6 separate regions of the Mus musculus genome follow, and regions 2, 3, 4, 5 and 6 are each linked to region 1. The links are chromatin contacts, called in public HiChIP or PLAC-seq maps. All regions are on one chromosome and are shown on one strand. Each heading gives the region's core, a stretch centred on a gene start, on an enhancer-like site or on the middle of the called end of the contact. The rest is flanking DNA. Distances are from core to core; before and after follow the strand shown. Region 1 holds the start of Enc1 (ectodermal-neural cortex 1). Region 2 overlaps Gm34388 (a long non-coding RNA gene). Region 3 overlaps Gm41031 (a long non-coding RNA gene). Region 4 overlaps Arhgef28 (Rho guanine nucleotide exchange factor (GEF) 28). Region 5 overlaps Arhgef28 (Rho guanine nucleotide exchange factor (GEF) 28). Region 6 has its middle 34 kb from the start of Gm41031.

The links. HiChIP or PLAC-seq counts read pairs in DNA pulled down with a chosen protein or histone mark.
Region 2: an H3K27ac HiChIP or PLAC-seq map of trophoblast stem cells shows a contact between it and region 1, with 12 times the contacts expected there. The contact joins the enhancer-like site here to the promoter of Enc1 in region 1. A contact is called at or near these places in 5 of 39 promoter capture datasets (the C10 cell line, embryonic stem cells, epiblast stem cells and 1 more), 3 of 484 Hi-C or Micro-C datasets (bone marrow-derived macrophages, cerebral cortex and granulosa cells), 27 of 115 datasets of contacts at active chromatin or transcription factors (the NIH/3T3 cell line, SST interneurons, acute myeloid leukemia and 21 more) and 1 of 9 other capture datasets (liver).
Region 3: an H3K4me3 HiChIP or PLAC-seq map of embryonic stem cells shows a contact between it and region 1, with 4 times the contacts expected there. The contact joins the enhancer-like site here to the promoter of Enc1 in region 1. A contact is called at or near these places in 19 of 39 promoter capture datasets (the 3T3-L1 cell line, 3T3-L1-derived adipocytes, the C10 cell line and 11 more), 1 of 15 datasets of contacts at CTCF or cohesin (embryonic stem cells), 25 of 484 Hi-C or Micro-C datasets (the AML12 cell line, the HPC-7 cell line, the N1E-115 cell line and 15 more), 32 of 115 datasets of contacts at active chromatin or transcription factors (the NIH/3T3 cell line, SST interneurons, acute myeloid leukemia and 21 more) and 2 of 9 other capture datasets (adipose tissue and embryonic stem cells).
Region 4: an H3K27ac HiChIP or PLAC-seq map of differentiating embryonic stem cells shows a contact between it and region 1, with 4 times the contacts expected there. The contact joins the enhancer-like site here to the promoter of Enc1 in region 1. A contact is called at or near these places in 1 of 15 datasets of contacts at CTCF or cohesin (large pre-B cells), 6 of 115 datasets of contacts at active chromatin or transcription factors (bone marrow-derived macrophages, differentiating embryonic stem cells, epiblast stem cells and 3 more) and 1 of 9 other capture datasets (embryonic stem cells).
Region 5: a contact with region 1 is called in a FOXA1 HiChIP or PLAC-seq map of pancreatic cancer cells. The contact joins the enhancer-like site here to the promoter of Enc1 in region 1. A contact is called at or near these places in 1 of 39 promoter capture datasets (embryonic stem cells), 2 of 484 Hi-C or Micro-C datasets (bone marrow-derived macrophages and cortical neurons), 17 of 115 datasets of contacts at active chromatin or transcription factors (SST interneurons, acute myeloid leukemia, craniofacial prominence and 14 more) and 1 of 9 other capture datasets (embryonic stem cells).
Region 6: an H3K4me3 HiChIP or PLAC-seq map of embryonic limb bud shows a contact between it and region 1, with 19 times the contacts expected there. The contact joins the enhancer-like site here to the promoter of Enc1 in region 1. A contact is called at or near these places in 16 of 39 promoter capture datasets (the 3T3-L1 cell line, 3T3-L1-derived adipocytes, the C10 cell line and 10 more), 1 of 15 datasets of contacts at CTCF or cohesin (stem cell-derived epiblast-like cells), 14 of 484 Hi-C or Micro-C datasets (the G1E-ER4 cell line, bone marrow-derived macrophages, cortical neurons and 7 more), 25 of 115 datasets of contacts at active chromatin or transcription factors (the NIH/3T3 cell line, SST interneurons, T-cell acute lymphoblastic leukemia and 16 more) and 2 of 9 other capture datasets (embryonic stem cells and liver).

What each region holds. Positions count from the first base shown.
Region 1 is chr13:97,238,860-97,242,605 of GRCm38.p6, reverse strand. It overlaps Enc1 (ectodermal-neural cortex 1), which reads right to left and starts at 1,501. Exons shown (of 3, transcript NM_007930.4): 1 at 1,077-1,501.
Region 2 is chr13:97,882,069-97,885,960 of GRCm38.p6, reverse strand. All of the region lies in intron 2 of Gm34388 (a long non-coding RNA gene), which reads left to right. Among named protein-coding and RNA genes, the nearest start is that of Gm34388, 10 kb to the left of the region's middle. Within about 2 kb of position 2,155, at least 11 of the 459 cell types and tissues checked have an H3K27ac peak or open chromatin away from gene starts, as enhancers often do. A contact at or near this core is called in trophoblast stem cells, where this site is marked.
Region 3 is chr13:97,818,042-97,821,668 of GRCm38.p6, reverse strand. All of the region lies in intron 1 of Gm41031 (a long non-coding RNA gene), which reads left to right. Among named protein-coding and RNA genes, the nearest start is that of Gm41031, 6.2 kb to the left of the region's middle. Within about 2 kb of position 1,403, at least 10 of the 459 cell types and tissues checked have an H3K27ac peak or open chromatin away from gene starts, as enhancers often do. A contact at or near this core is called in differentiating embryonic stem cells, embryonic stem cells and kidney, where this site is marked.
Region 4 is chr13:98,182,553-98,186,319 of GRCm38.p6, reverse strand. The region is part of intron 1 of Arhgef28 (Rho guanine nucleotide exchange factor (GEF) 28); the gene reads left to right. Among named protein-coding and RNA genes, the nearest start is that of Gm34469, 13 kb to the right of the region's middle. Within about 2 kb of position 1,484, at least 33 of the 459 cell types and tissues checked have an H3K27ac peak or open chromatin away from gene starts, as enhancers often do. A contact at or near this core is called in differentiating embryonic stem cells, where this site is marked.
Region 5 is chr13:97,973,511-97,977,076 of GRCm38.p6, reverse strand. All of the region lies in intron 16 of Arhgef28 (Rho guanine nucleotide exchange factor (GEF) 28), which reads left to right. Among named protein-coding and RNA genes, the nearest start is that of Gm34388, 81 kb to the right of the region's middle. Within about 2 kb of position 2,071, at least 40 of the 459 cell types and tissues checked have an H3K27ac peak or open chromatin away from gene starts, as enhancers often do. A contact at or near this core is called in bone marrow-derived macrophages, extraembryonic endoderm stem cells and pancreatic cancer cells, where this site is marked.
Region 6 is chr13:97,790,196-97,793,852 of GRCm38.p6, reverse strand. No RefSeq gene overlaps it. Among named protein-coding and RNA genes, the nearest start is that of Gm41031, 34 kb to the left of the region's middle. Within about 2 kb of position 1,917, at least 28 of the 459 cell types and tissues checked have an H3K27ac peak or open chromatin away from gene starts, as enhancers often do. A contact at or near this core is called in craniofacial prominence, embryonic limb bud and second pharyngeal arch cranial neural crest, where this site is marked.

The sequences.
Region 1 (3,746 bases), core at 252-2,751:
ATTAAAACAAAAGGTGCTCCTGAAGACCCTAGGGAGACAACGTGCTCTCTGGTTTAGAATCATGCAAACATCAAAATATCCAGACATAATTTATACATACGGTTATACAAAAAACACCTTCAACATAAAACGAATCATCCTTTCCAACATTTTTTAAAGACCCCAGAGACATAAATCTGCATGCTAAGGAAATGACCCCCAAAATGCACACATATACTTAACTTGCGTCTACAAAGAAGGCAGAGAAAAAGACTGCTATTACTGTGAACATCAAAAGGGCACCTAGTTCAGTGACTTCAGTTCACTTCCTGCTGCTTCCAGGCAGGACGTCTGCCTCCAACACTGGGAGCACCTCCATCTCTCTCCTGGTTAAGCCTGATCTCGATCCCACGAGCAAAGAAGCCAGGCAGACGTTCCCAAGCACTCACATTACTGACAACAACGGAGCCACACTATAAAGATGTTTACCAAAATAGCTCTTGGCCACGCCGTCCCCTCCAACACTTGCAACGGCTACTCTCAACACGCTGGACATGCCAGTGAGGACGACACCAAATTACAAGTCCAAGTCCACTGTTTCATCTCCACCCCGCCCACCAATTCCTACCTAGCCTTTGAAATTAATAATGTCATTCTAAAAGGCAAAAGCTTGCAGGAGAAGAAACTCGTTTTTCAGGAACCAGTTTTCATTCATTTGGCTGCAGTCAAGTGGCCGCAGGAGGAGGTCTGCGCATGGCCTCCACCGCCCCCCAAAGCCGGCTACGAGGCACCCTGGGGAACCGATCCCACGCGCTGGGCTTCCTGGAGACTGCTAGGAGCCGGGATATTATCCCCAACCTGGTTCCTCGCACCCACCGATACTTGCCCGGGCGTTACACCGCAGAGGGGAGGCAAGTTGCTCTCCCAGTGCCGTTCCCACTCCAGCGACTGTTCTGCCTCGAGAGCACCTCCTGGGCTTAAGCCTCAGCCAGGGTGGCGGGCGCCGGCTCGATGCTCCCAAGCACACCCCGCGGCCGACTCCCACCGCCCGAAACCCGGGCGCCCGCAACAGGTTTGGGGTTGCAGGGCAAACTTACAGTAGTGGCGGCTGGCCTCTGCACACAACCGGCTGCGGTTCTTGCCTCGGTCACCCGCAGGGAGCCGACGAAGGGCGTCTCTGTTCCAGGAAGCGGTGGCGATCGCCGGGGAGAAAGGAGCGCTGGGAAGGGAGGCGATAGCGTCCGGGGTAGTGGCTCCCGGGCTGGTTTCGGCAGGCAGCTGACCTCGGTCTCCGGATCTGCTGCTACGGACCTGGCGCCCCGGCCGGGCCAAGCGTCTGCCGGCGCGCGCCTAGCCAGGGGAGAGTGAGCCTGCGGCGGCCGCGCCGCGGAGGAAGGCGGTCTGCACGCAGGGGGAGGGAACGGGGTTGCGGCGTGAGCGCTGGCGGCCGCCTGGCGTCGGCTCCGGGTCTCTGCAGCGCCTCCGTCGCGCCGCTGGCTCTGAGGCTGCGGGAGCTGACTGCGCCGGGCCACCGTGCGCCGGCCTATAAGTTGCGCCCGGGAGGGGGCGCGTATGCAAAGAGACTCGCTAGGGGGAGGAGGGAGGAAGCGCGTCCACTACGCGGGCAGGAGCGGGAGGAGCTGGGGGGGGGGATGACGGGGGGGGCGGTTAGCCGGAGAGGAACTAGGGGAGTGGGGCGGGGAGCGAACGGAGACAAAGCGGACGCCCTCGCTCAGCAACGGGCAGCTGCAGCCCTCGGGGACCGGGAAGAAAATAAGTTTTAGAGGCTCGGAGGGTCTTCGCCTCCTCGGGTCAACCCCATTCAAGGCTAGGTCGGGGGCTGGGGCACCCAACTCAGGGGAAAGCAGCCCTAGGCGCTTTCCTGCGCTCGAGGGTGCCGGGATCCTAAGAATGCTCAGTGGAGTAGCCAAGGCCAAGCTGGGGATCCACCGCTCCCGCATGCACTCACTGGGTTAGACACCCCAGCGGCAGGCAGAGCCTAGTTCCCGCAGGAGCAAGGGAAGAAGCCTAGGTCTGGACCTCGGGGAACACTGCAGGTTGCGCAAGTGGACATTGGGTTACTTGCTGGCAAGAGGCCAGACTCCAAACTCTTGTGGGGGGCTTCCTTCTCCACCCCAAGTTGGTGAGGAAGCCGCGGCAGGACTCTGTCTCGCTCGGAGCTGGAGCCGCAGCAACCCCAGCTGGGTCCTGAGGGCCCACGTGTTTCGCAACCAATCGCCCAGGGCCGCTAGATTCAAAGCCAACTCCTCCAAGGAGCAGACACGCTGCCTCCTCCTGGTAGGGAAGATGTCTGTTACCTTCGGAGACTTGGCCTTTCCTGGGTTTGGTTGGTTGGTGGAGTCTGGAGTTCAGTCAAGAAATAGCGTGTCCCCCCCCCCCAAAAAAAACAACAACCATCACCCCACACACACACCTAAAGTCTCGAGGGCCTAGCAAAAGAAGGAACTCTATCCTAAATAAATAAATAAATAAATAAATAAATAAATAAATAAATAAACAAACGTGGCCACAACTGTTTATGACTCTCATTTTTGACTCTCTGTGCTGGGAGCTAAAACGACACTTTGAGTTGGCTCTTATTCGGCATTTGAGATATGTAGGGACGAATTGTATAGATTATTAGCCCAAACCCTTTATTGTGCAGGTGAGGAAAGAGAGGTCTTTGGCGATGTGAATTGCCTGGCTGGAGACCTGCAGGGCCTCAGTAGTGGCCAGGGAGTTTGCCCTATCCTCTTCATCTCCCCAACGCTTCGCCCCCAGTCTTCCTTTTCTTAAGACACCAGGCGTAGCAATGGTTTAAACCGGCGCAGGAGGCTCCACATGGCGCTTCCTGAGACCACAGACTGCTGAAACCCGCAGGGTTGGTCCTTTATCCCAGCTCCCTCTCTCTGGCTTCCTCTGCTATTGAGGCTGATAGATTTTGCTCATCGCAAAGAAAGACAGTGCCCTCTTAAGTCCTTTCTTAGCATTAACTCGTCAGCCTCACGACAGCCTTTTCAAATCTGTTTCCTATTTTAATTTTTGATAGCGTCTTGGCTCCATTTTGCTTTACAGAGCCAGGGAAAAAGCTCGAGGGATTCAAGGTAAGAACCAGGTGTGGAGGCCCCCAGGGGCAGCAAGGAGCCAGGCAGGCAGAATTCCGTTCCCAAGGAGAGAAAGATTACAACCAATAGAAAGCAAACGGATGGAAACGGAGTTCGCATCAGAGATAGGCTCTGACGAGAGGAAGATAGGAACAGGTCTCCGAGTCTTTTAAAAGCATATTTCTATGTCCTGTGGAGGCACCAAAGCCCACTACTGTGCACTTTCTGGCCCTTTTTCTTTGTTTTCATCTGTCTGGGTTTGGGTCAAACACAAATATGTGGGTTTAGGGCACTAACAGTTCATGTGTACCAGTGGAGTGGAACACTGTTCCATTAAGAAGTTAGCACATCTTCTCTTTTGACAAAATATGCCTGTCTTTCTCCCAAAGCCACCTAGAACTGCTGCTGCTGCCTGGAAGCAGTATATATACCTATGTCAGCTGGTTGGCTGGGGGTTTTGCCAGGAGAAGTCAGCTGGCAGAGGATAGATAATCGTTTCTATTGCATCTCCCACCTGGAAGTTGCAGCATCCACAATGAAGTAAACAGTGAAGTTCGCTTCTCTTTGTAGAGTGCTTGGCTAAGCAAGAGGGCTAAAAGGATGCTAAGTCCAGCTGTTAGCTGCCGCTGTATCTTTTCTACCTAATGTTACCACTTCCTGTGC
Region 2 (3,892 bases), core at 906-3,405, 640 kb before region 1:
AAGATCCAATCTGAAAAAAATCAAAGAAACAAAACCAAAAAGAAAGAAAGAAAGAAAGAAAGAAAGAAAGGAAGGAAGGAAGGAAGGAAGGAAGGAAGGAAGGAAGGAAGGAAGGAAGGAAGAAAGAGCAAGCAGGAGGAGACACGTCAGTCTCTTGCTCGCCTTTATAGCACACGAGAGTGCAAGAAGACACTAGCATGCACTCCAGAAGAGGGTGTGCCCCTGAACATGACTGTGCTTGCATAATTTTCAGCCTCTAGACCCATGAGAAAATTAATCTCTGCTGTTTATTAGCCACTCGATCTGTGGTGCTGTGCTATAGTGCCAGGTGGATTAAATCAACTTCATCAGGTCATTTTGATGTCTGTCTCAAGCTCTAGACAGTGCCTAGTAAATGCTTGGTAATCTTCCATGATCTTCAGCATGGCTGCTGTTTGGGCTTCCTGTTAGTTCCTCCCTTGGGTGCCAGCATCCACTGTCCCACCACTGCCTCACCCTGACTTTATTCACATAGAAGAGGTTTCTGTTTGTTTGTTTGTTTGTTTTTAATCTGAGGAATTAGCTGTAGATGCCAGACCTCTTATTAATGCTCAGAATATCATTACAGGGTAGCAAGGAGGGCAGGGATAAACCACTTTCCCACAGTCAAGCGGAAAGGGAGGCCCTTCCAATTGACTCCTCGTCCTCATTAACTGGCTGGTTCTCTGGGCTTTCATCATTTCTTTCTTTTTGCCCTGGCAGCAGGTTCATGAGTTTAGAGAGTTCATCTGGGAAGTGATGAAAGCTACTTCACCAAGCCTCAGGAAGATATGACAGAAGATGGGCAGCCCCAAGCTGCCGTTCCTCAAGAGAAGTTTAAACACATTGGCTTCCGGTTCTCCACTCCAGATCACCTGCCTGTTCACCACAGAAACTCATAGACAAAAGGCAGTGACGTTCATTATTGTTTTGATGCAAACTACCTCCTGGGAGGAATGTGGGCTAACTGTTCCAATATAGACAACTCATCAAGAGGACAGAGACATTGACTGGCTGTTATTTGAACAACACATGAATCACTTCCTTCCAGCAGGGCCCTCTGGTGGTCTTAAATTTGGGTATCACAAGAACTCCTAATGGGTTAAGCCCCGTGAGAGGTGTTGCTGAATGAGACAGAAAAATCCCCAAATTTTCTGTCCCAGGCTTGAACAAGTGGCCACAGATACCATAAAAATCACTCTGAAGTCATGCATTATATACTACCAAAAGAAAAAAGACACCCAAACTCAATCAGCCCATTGGATTCAGTGCCCAGCCACTAAAACAAATTCTCCCTTCTACTCTAAAGGAAGGGGCCATGTGCCCTCTGCCTTCTCTGGTGGAGAGTTAGCCTCTGTAGCAGTAACGTGTCACCAATGCAGTTTGTGCTTCTTGGCTTTATCCCTATCTTCTGAGTTGATACGCCCTGTCGATCTCAATGCAAAGATTGAGCCACATGTGGCAACTTGGGAGCCTGGGCTCTGCAGAGCCAGAAAGATGAAAGAGAGGAGTGGGCCTTTGATTTTTCTCAAGAAACTTGGCGTGTTTGTGCAGATTTTTTTTTCCCTGAGATGACATAACAGGTTTCTTAGTAGCAACGTGTAATCTGGCTGCAGGGCTGTTGGTATCACTCAGCTACTTACTTAAAAAAGAAACAGGCCAACCAACCTCAGCTAAACCACCTCCAGACACTGGCCTCCTTTGTGCCCAACGTGTCTTACAGGCTCTCTGCAGCAAATCCTGCAATCCACCTGCACAGGGAAGAAGATATTCTCATTCTTCTCTAGTGTGATCCTCTTCTGAAACCTATTAACATTCTTCTTGAGAGCCACCTGTCCAGAAACCCAAGGGACCATAGATAAACAAACAAACAAACAAACAAACAAATAAACGAAGTGGTTTTATTTTGAATGAAAAAAGTTTCCTCCTGCCAAGAAGTTCTTTCTAATCTGAAGTTCAAAAGCTACAAGTACATCAGAATTGTTTCAAGTCTCCTCACCTCTTCTACATGAAATGAAAGAAGTACCCTCTCACCCAGATTTGCTGGCAGGCATTGCAGTAAAAACCAGGGCCTCTCGCATGACAAGTCCCAGGGTCTGAAGGAGCTCAGGATAAACAGACGAAAGCACTTACCACTCGTTCCGTGGACGAGTTGGTGTGACCTCATACTTGGAGCTATAATCCAAGAACAGGTCTACAGCAAAGCTAAGAGCTCTACACGTGACGACTCCATCCCTCACTGACCCACAGGGACCCTGTGTCGTGATCGTACCTCACATTCGACTCTGCTGGAACAGTCATCCTTGGCTTACAGAGTGGCTGAGGCTTGGAGATTCAGATGAGGAATGGTCAAAGTTATTCACCAGTAAAGATGGGATTTTGAGGACCAGGTAGAATTTTAAGCATGAGCCCCAATGCAGTTGGGTTAGAGACAGAACGTTATTTCACCATGGACTTTGGAGCATAGAGCAGTGAGTGGGTTCTTTGTGCTGCCTGGTGAAGAAGCATTAAGCTCTAAATTTGATATTGAAGTAATTATTATTACTGAAAATGGCTAATACTTATTGATGTTTACTAGGTTAAAGCACTCTTAAAGTTTGTATCTTCTTCTAATTACCACCAACTGATGCTATTATCTGTCTTTGACAGAAAAGCACACCAAAGCGTGGAGAAGCATGCTAGTGCTCATGTGATAGCATAGAGATGCATTTTTTTTAGTTAAATACTAAAAAAAAAATCAAAATAAAATACAGCTCAATTTCCTACTAACTAGTAAAATTGGATCTGAGTCCAGGTTTGCCACCTAACATTTATTGTTGAAGAAGTAAGTCACGGTGTGAAGTTTAAGCTCATCGATTCTTGAGGGACATTCCAATCTCAGACCACAGAGAGTAAGTAGCAGAAGCCAGCTATGGTGGCTTTATGCCTGGCAGACCACACACACACACACATACACACACACACACACACACACACACACACACACGAGAGAGAGAGAGAGAGAGAGAGAGAGAGAGAGAGGGGGGGGGGAAGGGGGAGGGGGAGAGGGAGAATGCTGTCAATGCTGTCTACATAGTCGAATGTAGTCTCAGCCCTTGCAGATCACTATACATCCCACCTGTCCTCTTGTTTCACATATAAGTCTCTCTGTATTCCTCCAAGTCTCCTCTTTCATCGTCGTTCAGGAGTTCCCGACTCCTGCCCCGGGACTCATCTCTTACTCCTGCTTCTCCTGCCTTGACTTGCTCTGCAGAGACTCCTCCTTTGCATCTCCCCAGGCAGTGTGTTATCCCGTGTGACTCATTCCTTCTCCAGGTTCCCACCTTTCCTCACCCGGGGCCTGAGCGTTTTTTTTTTTTTTTTTTTTTTAACTCCTGTTCAACCCTCTGGGGCTTCTGGCTATGGCTCTCAGGCTCGGCCCCGCCCGAGCAGCTCTACTCTTCACCTCGGGGCTGACCTTAATGTTCCTCTAGCTCCCAGTATTCCACACCAACCACTTTTCTATCCCAGACTCCGGAAGAACCAATTTCCCTCTCTTTCCCTCAACTCATTGTGTGGGTTGGAAGAGGGAAAGCTTTGAAGGTGTGGGTGATAAGTTTGGAAGAGGTGGGAAAGTTAGCTACTCGGTTTGGTTCCCACGAGCATGGAGGGACAACCCTGGGAAAGGCCGTAAGAAGCTAATGGCTGTGTGTGGTTTTAAGGAAAGGGCAACTGTAATAAAAGGGTGTGGTGGTAAGTCAGGAAGGGAAGAGGCATAGAGGGTGGGCATAATTGGCTCCCTAAGTATACAAGTCACCTAACAGCCTAGAACATAGCAGAAACCACCAAGATGGCAAAGAAATGAATGGGCAGGGCCTCTAAGGAGCAAGGCACA
Region 3 (3,627 bases), core at 154-2,653, 580 kb before region 1:
TATTAGCTCTCAATCACACATTATACAACACCCAGTAAATACTTGTATGTGTGTATATGTGTGTGTGTCATATGTGTCTGTGGGGTATGTGTGTGTATGTGTGTGGTGTGTGTCTGTGTGGTGTGAGTGTGAGTGCCTGTAGGTTATGAAATGCCACAAAAGGTAAAGGAGGCTGCATAGAGATCAAGGAGAGGAGTTTTCGAAGTGGAGGCAATAAGATCAGAACTTCAAGGTCATCATCTGCTACGTAACTTTAGAAACCAGTCTGGGATATAGGAAACCGCATCTCAGAAACAAATAAACAACAACAACAACAACAACCCTCCAAAGAGGCCCAAGAGACAGATTCAGGATGGTAGACGAATTCCCCCAGGAATAAAACATGCACCTTGCCAGGGTCACTGATACAGAGTCCAGCCAGAGCCTGAGGCTCATACTTTGAGCCAAGTCTCAGGGTCAAATCGAGCTGCTGAAGTGAGGCATAGGACTGTGAAGGCCACAGAAATGAAGAGCAGAGACAGGGTCAGAAATTCAAAGATGCCTTGGGGACCAAGCTGAGCTGAAGGCCCTGTGATTATCAGCTCTCTGCCTGTCCATTGTTTGATGTACACACCAGGTGATAGGATGAGAGCTTCTGGAAGGCACTTGAGAAAAATGAAAAAATCATACTGGGGAGGCTAGATTTAAGAGCTTATAGGTCATACCAGATTGAGGAAAGGGTATAATGCCCTTGCCTATAGCAACCTCTCGCCTAACGTGTGTGTGTGTGTGTGTGTGTGTGTGTGTGTGTGTGTGTGTGTGTGTGTGTGTGAGAGAGAGAGAGAGAGAGAGAGAGAGAGTGTGTGTGTGTGTGTGTGTGTGTGTGTGTGTGTGTTTGTGAAGAACCCGGGACTCCCCAGCTTGAATCCATTTTCCACCAGTGATCTGGCCTACTCAGCGCACGTCGGACCATTGGCTCACCTGTCTGAATCTGTCTCTGACCACTGTTTCTGGCTCCTTGTTGTGGTTGGCTCTGGGCTAAGTACTCAGGTGGCTTCTTGTGAACCAATCCCTTAATGAACAAAGGAGCCAATCACTGGGTGAGTAGGCGGGACTTCGAGGTTGGACAAAGGAAGAGAGGAAGCAGGGGAGAGTTAGGTCCTTTTTGGGATGGGACAGCAGAGAGGTAAGATGTAGCTGCTAGAGTTTCCCAGTAACATGGCAGATCCGCAAAGATTCGCCCCTAGAAGAATCAGATTTTAATAAGGTTTACAAAATTAGGTTTTAGTTGTCGTGCCCAGAGATTGAGTTACCATCGTTTCTGAGCTGAGTTTGTGTTGCGTTTTCCTTCACGTGGCAGCTCATCTGGGGTCAAGAGAGAAAGGTACAGCATCCAAGCATGGGTTTGCCAGATGTGTACCACAAAGGCCGTGGGGGATTTGAAACAGGGTTAGCATGGTAGCAACCTCCAGTGGGAACCTAGAGAGCTGGGTGGAGAGATTGTGGAGTTCTGAGTCAGTCTCCACGAGATAAAAACAGGTGGCCACTGCCCCGACAGTTCATGGCCTGTTTGGCTGCCAGGGCAGAGGCACAAGTGCGGGAACGTGCTGGGTCGGTTTTTTTTTTTTTTCCATTTTTTATTAGGTATTTAGCTCATTCACATTTCCAATGCTATACCAAAAGTCCCCCATACCCACCCATCCCCACTCCCCTACCCACCCACTCCCCCTTTTTGGCCCTGGTGTTCCCCTGTACTGGGGCATATAAAGTTTGCATGTCCAATGGGCCTCTCTTTCCAGTGATGGCCGACTAGGCCATCTTTTGATACATACGCAGCTAGAGTCAAGAGCTCCGGGGTACTGGTTAGTTCATAATGTTGTTCCACCTATAGGGTTGCAGATCCCTTTAGCTATTAAAAAGAATGAATTTATGAAATTCCTAGCCAAATGGATGGACCTGGAGGGCATCATCCTGAGTGAGGTAACACATTCACAAAGGAACTCACACAATATGTACTCACTGATAAGTGGATATTAGCCCCAAACCTAGTATACCCAAGATATAAGAATCAATTTGCTAAACACATGAAACTCAAGAAGAATGAAGACTGAAGTGTGGACACTATGCCCCTCCTTAGAATTGGGAACAAAACACCCATGGAAGGAGTTACAGAGACAAAGTTTGGAGCTGAGATGAAAGGATGGACCATGTAGAGACTGCCATATCCAGGGATCCACCCCATAATCAGCATCCAAACGCTGACACCATTGCATACACTAGCAAGATTTTATCGAAAGGGTCGTTTTTTAAAAATATTTTCCGAAACAGCTCCTGATCCGGGTGTGGTTTTTCTCAGCCTGGCTCAGTTTTGTTCACTCTCGAATCTGCTGCTTTTCTCCTAAACCTGGACGCCAGCAGTTTTCACTGGCAGCTCAGTCCCAGCTTGGCCTTGGCCTTTTTCTTCATGGACTCTTTCTCAACCCACTTTTGTAGACTGAGCTCTGCCGCACCTGGCTTAACTTGTATTCATTCTGTAACACACATACACACATAGATGCACACATACCACACACACACACACGTCCATACACATGCATACACACACAGCACATACACACCACACCATGCCATACACTTACATACACAAACCACATACCACAACACACACACACACACACACACACACACACACACGAATGCACAAATTGATTGATTTGCTATGTGCTATATACTATTTGATGTGAGAGTTTGTATTAATAATTAAGGTTAGGATGGAAAAGTCTGCATTCCTCACCCAAGCCACCAAGGCAGGAGGGTTTTGTGACACATTGTTGTTAGTAAATCTGCCAAACTTTGTGATTTTATTGTTCATCAAATCCTGACACTGCAGACAGACACACACATACACACACCTCTGTGTTTTTGGCACATTGTATTCAAGGGTGTGTGTATGTTCACATATAATTATAAACTCTAGATATTCCCAAGTATTATGCTTCTTCTTAATACAATGAACCTTTTAAAATTGTCTTCTGTAGATTGAACTATGTATTACATTTATGATGAGGAATGATATTAAATAGATTGGTCACACACTCTCGAAAATGTTGCAAAATGACAAATAAATGTTTCCATTGTCTTATTAGTATAAGAAAGTGGCTTTGATTGTTCTTGTGTTTTGAATGAATATTTAGAAATAAAATTTCCCATTCTTATTATAATGTACAGGAAAGGAGTGCAGAGCTACATTTAAAAAATAGCTATACATATCAATAAACTTTTCTATAGACCAGCATTAACAACTTACAAAACAAAAGGAAAATATATCTATATAAAATGGCCGTAAGAGCCGTAAATCGCTAGCAAAAAGAATTATGTGAGACTTGTGTCAATAAAGGGATAAAATTTTATTGAAGCACATAAAACAAAATTGAATATCCCAAGTCATATAACTAGATGTCCATCCGGCAATTGTGCCTGTCATAAACCAGTCAGCTATTTGAAAATTTACTCCCAGTGCTAAGACGAGAATGATGAACCACAGAGTGAGGGTTTTGGGGGAAGAAATTTGGAAAACTATGTATTATGACATGCAGCTCAGAACTGCTAAGCTGGTGCCGAAAATGAAGACCATTTTTGGCTCCTGCC
Region 4 (3,767 bases), core at 235-2,734, 940 kb before region 1:
GAGGCCTGTTGTGTAAGGATTGGCGCTAATGAGTGGCTGTATTCTAGAACTGCCTGGTTCTATATCGAAGGTCACAAAGATGTGTTCTTCTTTCCTTCCACTACTTAGAAACAGTATAAAGCCAATTAACTCCTGAATCATTTTTCTAGGGAAAATGACTTACAGTCAAAGACATGTGGTGTGAGCATTTCTGTCATGTTTAGGGAGGGGCTAGGGATGGATACAATTAAATAGTTGGCCAGTTCTTGTCTCCTTGTCCGTTAAAAAATAGGGGTCTGGGGAGATGGCTTAATGGGTAAAGTGCTTGCCACCTAAGTAGGAGAAACTAAATTCAGATCCCTAGAACCCATGAAGGACAGGCAGGGTCGTGTACATCTGGAATCCTAGTGCTCCTGTAATGAGAAGAGGAACAGGCAGGAGAATTCCTGAAAGCTTGCAGGCCAGTCAGCCTAGTCTGTGTAGCAGTGAGCCGGAGATGGTCTCAAACAAGGGAGAAGGCAAGGACCAACAGCCATGGTTATCCTCTGATGTCTGTGTGTACATCCTGGGATATGTATGTCTGTACTCATACCCAGAAGCAAGTGCATGCATACATGTACTCACACACACTCAGAGGAAGACAGACAGACAGACAGACAGACACAGACAAAGAGAGAGAGAGAGAGAGAGAGAGAGAGACACACACACACACACACACACACACACACACACACACACACATACACACACACACACGGAGAGAGAGAGAAGTTGGTTTCCACGTATTGTTTTCCTTTAATTCAGACTTGGTGACTAAAAGATGCCTTTCTCTTGGGGTGGTGGACCTATAAGAAGAGAGGGGAAGAAAACCCCATTTTCCTCATTTCAGTTGAGTTTAGAATCGCATCAGTTGCAGCAATGATACGTTTATTTTTTTTTCTACTTATGTTAGAAATTTTCAGAGTCAAGTGTACTATGATTTTTCTGTAGTGTTAGATTTCTGTTTCCTCCTTGGCAAGGCTCTGCTTCTTTAACACATTTAAAAACAAGGAACAAACAAACAAACAAAAACCCCTAAAAACAAAAAAAACTAAAAAAACCCAACAAACAAAAAAACCCACCCACCTTCCTTCTGTATCTTCTGGGGATGCATGGTGTACTACTGTTGGGTAGGCTGTGTGCACCTACTGTGTGCACCTACACAGACATCTAAACGAAAGTGTAGAAACAGAGTTCAAGTGGTGTAGTGAGAAATTTGGTTTCCTTGAAAATTCAGTTACCCTCTGTGAGTCCGTTTCTGTTTTAATCCCCGGTGTGGGATGTGGGGTCGCTTCAGATTGTCCACAGTGGCTGACTATGATTGTCTCATGCTCTAGGAGGGGTGTGGCTTTTGCCAGCTGCAGATAGTTTCCATTTGGGTGTAAATGGGAGAGAGCCCTGAGCGGACCTGTGGTGGCTGCTGCTTCCCCTCCTGCTGCAGGCCCTGCTGCTGCATTTGCTATTCCTGGATTGGATTGCTGGGTTGCTGGGTTGCTGGGCTGCTGGGCTGCTGGGCTGCTGGGCTGCTGGTTGGAGATATTTGGATGACAAAGACTGGACTTGCTCCAGGGAACTTGACACCCTTTATCAGCAGGAAGTGGTGTAAAGAGGTCCACATCCCTTTCTCATCTAAGCTCCTTTCTCTCCTACCTAGTGCTGGGGGATTGGAAGGGATTAGGATGGAATAAGGGTTGGAAGGGTGGAGGATAGAAGAACCCAATAAAGTAGAGCAAAAAAGCATGCCCAGTGCGGTGTAGTCAACCAGTCAGGAACAACTGGGGGCCTGTCTTAGAGATAGATCAGGAGTTCGATGTTAATAATGATAGTACCAGTCATTTATGTTATTTTCTGTGGTTAGACTCTAGACCTTAATCTAGCACTTTCACTTCAGTATCATGCAAGGAAACAGCGGAGCTCTTTTCCTATAATGTTGGCTCTCATTCATATACGTATCTTAGCTTTAATTCCTATGGTGACCTTACTATGTACCCATGCTTCAGATGAGGGACCTATGGAGCCGAGAGACTAGGAAACATGCTTCGGACGAGCAGCAAGCTTGCCGACCCATCTGCGGGAGTCTGGAGCCCTTCTTCCCTTTTCTTCGGAGGTTCTGTGGAAGGCTGGGAGAGGGTCCAGCTTGTCCTCATGTTCAAGAGACCCGAAGGATCTGCTCTAGTCGAAAGGTCCTGGAAGTCTCCACTGAGGCTACATTTTCAGATTTGTCTTCACAGGGAATCATCATCTCCCTTCGTCTTTGAACTTGCCACCCTCTGAAGGGAGACAGCTGTCTTGGATGATCTGACTTACGTACATTTCTTAAATCTTCTTAGGAAAAATATACGAGATATATATATATATATATACACAACATTCTTTAGCCTCAGGCAAATTGCTATCCAGTTGGTCAATTATGACTTCTCCAAGGTAAATTTTTAGAGGGAGACTCTTCTGATTAGACACCATCCTGCAGATCCCGAACTGTGTTCGCTCAGAACCTGTGTTCCCAGGCCTTTCAGGCCTTCCAGGAGTCCTTGTATTGCAAGTGCGCTTAGAACTTGAGCAAGATTTCCATTCGGCTCCTCCCACGGGCTTATCCTGTTCACCTCTGTTCCACTCTCTGCGTGCTCGTTATGTCCCCTGGGTCCTTCAGTTCCCCAAGTCATTCCCAAGGACACTCGCACGTTCCCGTCCCCTGACCTCCAGGGGACAGACAACAGCATGGTTTCTGCAGAGAATTTAAACACTTTTCAAAACCAGCATTAGTCTCTTTAGTCAAGACCCAGCAATGCCTACGTTGGCTTCTAGAACTACTGCTTTCAAAAGCAATCTTCTGGTGTAGGACTTCAGCCGTTGCAGGCACTCACTTGCATGTTAATGACCTCCAGTGCGCAATCAGCCCGTTTTAATGTGGGTCTGACGTTATGATGGGCGTGGAACTTAGGTGTGACCACTCCCAGTTACACACTTGAGCCCTGCACATGGTATTCGTGCTTGTTCTTAGGGTGAGTTCAGCGGCGGTTGGTATGACACAGGTGTACTGTGGGTGCCTGTGTGATAGCAGGAGCACGGTTTAGTTGTGTGTTCCAGCATTTGGTGTGAAACAGGTTATGACAGGACCACGGGCAACACTGGAATTAGTTTCAATGTGCCAGTCTGTGTGGGCCACGCGGGGGATTTTTTTTTATCTCAAATACAAAGCACTAAAACAGTAAGAGGTGTGGTGTGAGTTCCCTAACGAGCATTTTAAACTCTAAGGAGTCTCCTGATTCTGTATACCACTGTTCACACCGAACTTTAAAAAACGTAAATGTTTTGTTTCTTATTATTTTTGCGAATTTCTTCCTGTGGCTTCAGCTGTGTTCCGCGTGTTTTCATTTCGCTGGGCTGCTGTAATGGCTTCCTAATGGCTCTCATTTCCAGGTCCCCCTCTGCCTTACTCTGGCACTCTGCAGGTTCTTCTGCTGCCTTTGGAATGACAACCTTAAAGTACTGAGTATGCCAGCGGTCTATCTAGAATGCATCCCTGGCTCCTGGTGCTTGCCAGGTCTGCATGGCCCGAGATGCTGTGAGATGCTGTGTGCTTCCCTGTTCCTCTCTGGCCTGGGTCCTGACAAGCACATCTCAGGGCCACTCAGCACAGCCAGCCTCTCTTCATCTGCACGCCATCTTCCTTTGCACCTTTCTATCTCGCCTATACTCGCTTTTCCCACAGCTCCCGTTCCCCACGATGCCTGGAGCCCGAGCCAGTC
Region 5 (3,566 bases), core at 822-3,321, 730 kb before region 1:
ACTAAGTTCCTCCTCTATATATCAGGGCCTTAGGGAAAGTCCTGGACCAGCCTGGCCCTCAGCAACACACCATACCAAAAGTACCTAGAAAAGGAAGGGTTTATTTACTTGACACACCCTGTTCACAGTCCATCACTGAGGAAAGCCAAGACAGGCGCTGAGGCAGGGTCAGAGCCCATGGAAGAATACTGTTACTGGCTTGAACTCTGTGGCTCACTTGCCTTGCTTATTGTAAAACCCAGGACCTCCTATCCAGTGGCAGCACCGCCCATAGTGGGCTGGGCCAGGCCACATGAATCATTAACTACAAAAATACTTAGAAGCCAATGTGGTGAAGGCATTTTTCCAGTGGAAGTTCCCTCTTCCCAGATGACTTTAGCTTGAGTCAAATTGACAAAGAACTAACCAGGACACAAGGGCTCCTCTCCTCTTGCTTCCTTGGCTGGTCACATCGCCTTCTTTACCATTCTTCTCACAAGCCAGAATACTCCTGTCCTAGCACCTTCTGTCTTTGAGGCTCTTCCTTCAGTAAGCTCTGTAGATCATCAGTAACACCACCCTGTACCTGGCTTGCCATTTCCTTATCACTGAGTCCCCGGCCCTGTTATTTACCACCATGTGTGTTATGGCATATTTCCATTCACTGTAAGTTCTGGAAGGAGAAAGGGGGGGCATAGTAATTTTTCACAGCCCCTACACGAGCCAACGCAAAGCTGATCCTTAATACTTATGTTTAATTAATGAGTCCTAAGGTAAACTGATGTGCAAGCAAGACCTGCTCCACTTGAGTCCACTAAGTGGGTGTTGATGGCATTGTGGTCGAAGCTAGAAATTGCCAAAAGTGCTGTAGACATGCTCAGCTGTCAAACCAGATATTACTTAAAAAAATAGCTGTATGAAGACTTACAGAAAATATTCGGATTATATTATATATATAATATAACTTGGATTACTATCACATTTTGACGTTGAGTAGTAGATGATGACATGGGCATGAATGAAAACTTAAGTTGTCTCAAACTTTTCCACCTCCAAAAGCTTTGCTGTTAATTTATCATTTTATTAGCATTTAACATTGTTCAAGCTAATGGGTTTTTCTGATGACACTCCGTACATGCATGTAATATACCTTCAGCATCTTTAATTCCCCACTGTCATCTCCTGCTGCCCCCTGTTCCCCTCCCCCACTTCCAAGCCCCTCTCTACTCTCGTGCATCGTCTCTGTTGTTTTCCTTTCTCTTTAATTATTATTTTTACAATGATTCATGTAAATATACAGATAAATATACAGATACTGCCTGAGTCCATCTAATGTTGCTCTTGTGTTGCGGGTTGAGCGTGCCGCATTGGGTAGCCACTTAGAGGGCTCATCCCTGGGCATGTGTGAGTCCCCCCTTCTCTCAGCAGCCACTAATTACTTATAGTCTCTTCTAACCCCAAAACATTGCATCAGCCTTTAATCTAAGATTGCATCTGATGATATTATCAAGAGTATTTAGTTATTCCTCCTGGTTTACTCACTTCTTCTTTTATAGTTTCACAACATAAATGAACATTTGTTCTCACACGGATCTGTCTACATTGCTGATTAGTCCCTTAGATTAAATTCTACAACCAGGTTGTGAGTTGAAGTGTACACTAGCTGCTTCTCTTTATACAACAGTGGTTTTTAGAATTAGTTTGGGGACTTACAAGGTTTTCATTGGGAGTGGAGTGTTGGTCGCTCAAACTTGGATTACTATCACATTTTGACATTGAGTAGTAGATGATGACATGGGCAGTCTCTACTGTGTTAGATGTCTAATCCTCTATGCATAAGGGTCAATAGCTCTACTATTATAGACAAATATGATGTAAAACAATATGTTGTAGAAGAAGTACTCAAAATCTTGGTGTCATTGTTGCTGTTAGATTCCTAGTTGCCAACAGTTCACAAACATTGCTGTTCTGCAGTGTTCTCATGTCTACCTGGCTTAGGTGCTTGTATGTACTTTGATGTGACACTATCTGGTGGACAGGCCTTCTCATATGCACTCATCGCGGATGAACTTTAATCAATATTGTTTCACTTTCATATCCTTTCCTGCCTTCTGCACTGAGTTCTGCTTCTCTCTCAAATGTGTTCCCCGTGTTTGTTCCTTTTCTTTGTCTGTCACATAACCGTTTCTGTGAGTCTCATTCTTGGGGTGTGTGTCTTTAATTTAGCTCAAGAGAGTCTGTAATGTAACGGAAAGATCTTGTTTTATAACAAAGGGTTGTTCTTATTTACATTTAGTTTTACTGCTTCCGACTATCTTTGATAGTTTCTGGCTGTTTTCCTTGCTGTCTGGCTCAGCTCTTTGGACCATGTGTTGTTTGGTTTTATTGTTTCCTGCCATTTGGCAAGATAAGGGCTTTTAATATCTCCTAATGATAGTGCTATGGCTGTGTGGGGCTCATAATTTAATACAGTTTTTCTTCCTCATGTGAGCCTCCTTCTCCTCTCTGTTATATATCCAATTGTTGCATTACTGCATTCTTATATTGTAGGCTGAGCATTTCAGGAATTGACGTGGCTGCTTCAGGAGCAATTCAGTATTTTGGTTTTTTTGGTTTACTTCTCTGTGTATACTTACAATTGTTTTAAAACCATTCTCCCTCCTTCATTTTCTGTCCTCCCTTCCTTGCTTCTTTCTGCTCTTCCTTCCCTCCTTCCTTCCTTCCTTCCTTCCTTCCTTCCTTCCTTCCTTCCTTTGTTTTGTTGCGCTAAAGTCCCTTATTCTCATAGCTCAGGCTATCCTCAAACTTACTATGTAGCCAAGGTTGACTTGAAACTCCTGGTCCCCCTGCCTTCGCCTCCCAAGTGCTGAGGTTACAAATGTGCATCACCGAGCCCAAGGGCTTTTTGTTTGCCTTTGCCTGGGTCACTGCTTACTTTTAGGCTAGAGAGAAAGCTGGGTGACTAAGAGCAGATGTCGCTCTGGCAGAGGACTGGAGTTTGGCTGCAGAACCCACACTGGACAGCATTCAACCACCTGTAACTCCAGCTCCAGGGGATCTTGATGTCCCCATGGGCACCTTCACTCGAGTGAGCATCCCCATGTACAGACTCATAGACATAACTAAAAAGAAAAAGAAATCTTAAGGAAAAAAACTAAAGACCTCCTATCAACCCATCCTTCAGTCTTTATTCCCCATTCTTTCTCAGGCTAGGGTGTGATGAGGCAGCTTATGGAAACCTTTATGCACTTTGTTTGTTTCACCCTCAAAATGCAATCTATCTGGCTGAATGAAACCATACTCCAAAGCTGTTCCCTTTAAGCTTCCGTCTGCAAGGTCCAATACAGTTGAGCATTTATTGTTACTGCGGGAGAATCTGGGGCCTGTGGGCCTTGTGTCCTTGGTTAGTAACTCCCTTCTCTCTGCCTATATGCCAGAATGCTTTTAAATGTTCTATCACATGGAAATTGTCAGCATGTGTCTATGGCATGTATCATTTCATCATTCTTGCAGTCTGTCTGTCTCATGAAGCTCCACTTCCTCTCAGCCAGCTGGCCTGCCCACAGCCTTTTCTTTGTCCATGCCCC
Region 6 (3,657 bases), core at 668-3,167, 550 kb before region 1:
ACCTACTTTCTTTATCCACGTTAACTATTTGCAGTTAACACTTTTCCTCCAAGGGAGTCAGAGTGATGTGGACGCTTAATATTTCTTTCTGGGTCTTCATCTCTGGACTTTAATTCTCTGGAGGCAAGATTTTACTCATTCCCCATATCTAAATTCTTCAGGAGCATTCTGTGTCTCTCTTATTAATTGAAGGTTCATCTCTTCTACAAAGGGCACGCTTTGGGATTCATTTTATGCATCTATCAGAGAAGGTTTGCTCATTGAAGTTTACATTTTCTCATGGAAATAATTGTCTTCGACTCTCTGAAGAGTCCCTGGACTTTCATCCCTCCCAGTCAAGCAGGCCGAGGTGTTTCTCCCCTCTGTCCTCACACCCACCATCTGCCAGTTTCATAGCATCTTCCTTTAGGATCACATTTATATTGCGTTGTTTTTATTTTAGAATTCTGCCTCTTCTCATGGAATGTGGGCTTGTGAAGCTTTGGCCCATACCTGACTCACCTTGACTTTCCCAGAAGCACAATATGCCAAGGTCAAGACATTGTCTAAGTGTGACGTTTGCTCCACTATTTCTTCCAATTCCCCCCCCCCCCCGGCCTCCGCTTTTCTCATCCACCAGATGGGAATATTAACAGTAACTTTCCCATTAGAAGATTGGGAGGAGAACAGAATGGCATTGTAAGATGTTTGGTAAAGTGGTTGCCACTTAGACACACTCAATGTCATTCTTTAGTTAGGAAAATAGAAGTTGATTGTGATATGCAGTTACTACTAATTGGGTGATATAATAAATCTCCAATCCCAATAAGCCTATACAAAACCACACAAATCAATTACAATATTTTTAAGCTGCACACCCAGACTGGGCAGATTACACTACTCTGTTCCCCAGCTATGAGATCTCTCGCTACTTGTGGCTTCTCCAAGCCGTGTGGTTCTGCTCTGCTCCATCTTCCTCACACTTCCTCTTCTTCTGTCTTCTCCTCTCTCTTTCACTCTCTTTCCCCCATTCTCTAAAACCTCCAGCCCCACGCTTCCCTTCCACTGCCCAGTTACAGCCTTTATTTGACCAGTTAAAATGGGGAGGAGGTTCACATGAAACCACCTGAGTGAGTGATCCTCTCCTCTTGAGGAAGCAGAATTAACATCAGAATACAAAACAGCACCAGGGCAACCCACAACAGTGTGGTACAGCCAAGCTTGTGCAATGAAATCTAAAATAGAGCTCCCAGACAGGTTCCTGTCAGCCCACTGATCAGCAAAGACATTGATTGATTGATCTCAGTAGAACAAATCTCAATAGATGCTACAGATAGATAGAAGGACCGCCTACCTCCCGAGATTTTTTTTTTTTGAGCATGCCATTCTGTACCCAAAGAAACTTTCCCTAGAAATTTGACTTTGGAGACGCAGCTCCATCAGATCACGCGATGAATATGTAAGGATGGGACGTTGGGCTTCTGAGGTGGAAATATTATATCCTTGCATAACTCTTTACCCTCCCTGGTGATGTTGCAGAAAGGGGCAGAACCAGAGGCACACAGTGAGAGGTGTCTTCATTTGAAGGGGGAAGGTTAATGACCAGGCTTTAAGGCCCTTTGGGGGGTAACGTCTTTAAGAGGGGTTGCCTTGCTGCAGACACACTGGTGTATGTCACATGGACAAGTAGACACATCTTCAAGAAAACTTCACAAACGCAGCCGAAAACAAACCAGGTCTGTAAAAACGTGTTCCTTACATTAGCTCATCACCCCCTTGTCAAGAAGAATCGAATCTCCAGGTAAAAAGGCAAAGCAGTTGATCCTTTCCAGAAGGCGAAGAGAATTTAACTTCTTTCCTTTCCAGAACTGATAAGATCTCAAATAACCACATGGGTCTGGCTCACAGGAGGGGCCAGACCTGGCTCCTCTGCAGAGCTGGTAGTTGTTAGAGGGAGCCGGGGACTACAGAGAAGAGGGATTTCAAACCACCAGGCTGTACTTACGCTTGGTTTTACATCAGGCTTTCTCAGTGGGTGCTTACCTCACCAGCTTGTTATGCAGCCCCAAAGAGATGAGTGTAACAGAAATTTAAAAGAACCGTGAAGCTCCCTGCCCATGGGCTGTGCCTCCATCCCTCCGGGCAAAGAGCTTTCGGTTGAATACATTTATGACCTGTGTATTTATGTGTTTTGTGTGTGTGATCCTCATAAACAGGCTGCCTGAGTGACAGATTGATGGGAGAGAAGAACACAAAGAGGTCTAGACAGAACCAGAGATGCAGCCTAGCAGCCAGCAGCCTAATGCACAACATTGCTCTGGTCCCACAGTTGATTTCCCCCACTTACTCTTTTTCTCTCTTAAATGCCCCTCCAATGTTTGAGCCAGTATTAGTAGGTGTTGTTATATATGGCGCTGCCAGCTCCCCCTGTGTCCCACCATCTTGCTATGCCAGCCCGCACCATGGGTACCACCATCACACCCAACCGTTTCATATTTTATGTTACTTTACTTTCTATATTACACTCGGCTGGAGCATTCTCCTAGCAAGGCAGCTTGAACACCAACCCCCTGTGAGTTTTAGAGAATGACTTCTTACACTTCCCCCTGTTTGTGCTGCTCTCCCATGTTGAGTTTGACACACAGGACTACCTCAGGAGGCAAAGTAATGGCACACTCTGTACCGTGCATAGAAGTGCATTTCTAAAATGATGGCTGAGACTTCGCTCAGGTCGAACCAGTTATGTCGCATTTCTTTCCTTTGAAGATGTGGGACTTTACTTGGGAGAATAATCAGTAGCCCCAATGTTTATGTCATCATTTTTTCACATGTGCCCGTGAATTTTTGGTCTTCATAGACATTGCACCTCCTTCTCATTTATGCCATAACACTAACTATACAATTTTTGTAAAGACTTATTTTTTTAATTGTGTGTGTGTGTGCCTGTATTTGTACCTGCACCATGGTAGAGGAGGTCAAAGGACAACTTGTAGGAGGCAGATTCTCCTTCTGGTAGCAAGCACTTTGACTTGCTGGGCCATCTCACCAGTACTCCATCCTTACCATTTTAAACACTCACTCATGTCATAGATTTCTTTCAAGAATATTTGCTATGTGAACCGTTTCTTAAGCTGTAAAATTAAATTGTGTTCCAACTCTAAGCAGCAATAAAAAACACTCTGTAATCTAAAACCTTGCAGCCCTGCAAGAAATTAGGCTTGTGGAAAATAGAATGACTTAGTACTGTGATGATTTTATTGCTTAAATGGAGTTGTAAGAGATAATTTAAATAAAATCAAACACGGAAATCGATTTAGAGAGTCTTATTAAAAATATTTACTTTGAATTGTACCTTACTTAAAACAGTATATGTATAACTTTACATTTCAAAATCACAAAGCAAACAAGTTCACTTTGACTGTCTGTCTCTGGGTCTTGTAGAGCCTTTAAGTCCTGGAAAGAACTAGAAGCCTGCAGAAGCAAGAGCTGGAGTGACGGCCAGCAGCTGAGGTGGGGAGAGGGCTGACCTGAGCCCTCTTCTACCTTAGCTTCCCCCTCTCACTGTTCTGTACCCCTTTTATCCCCTTACCGCTCTAAGAAGGTCTTAACCTATATCTGCAAAATACTCCCACGAGGTGTAGAGTGGGACAGATTGAGTATCAGGAAATAAGAGCTGAT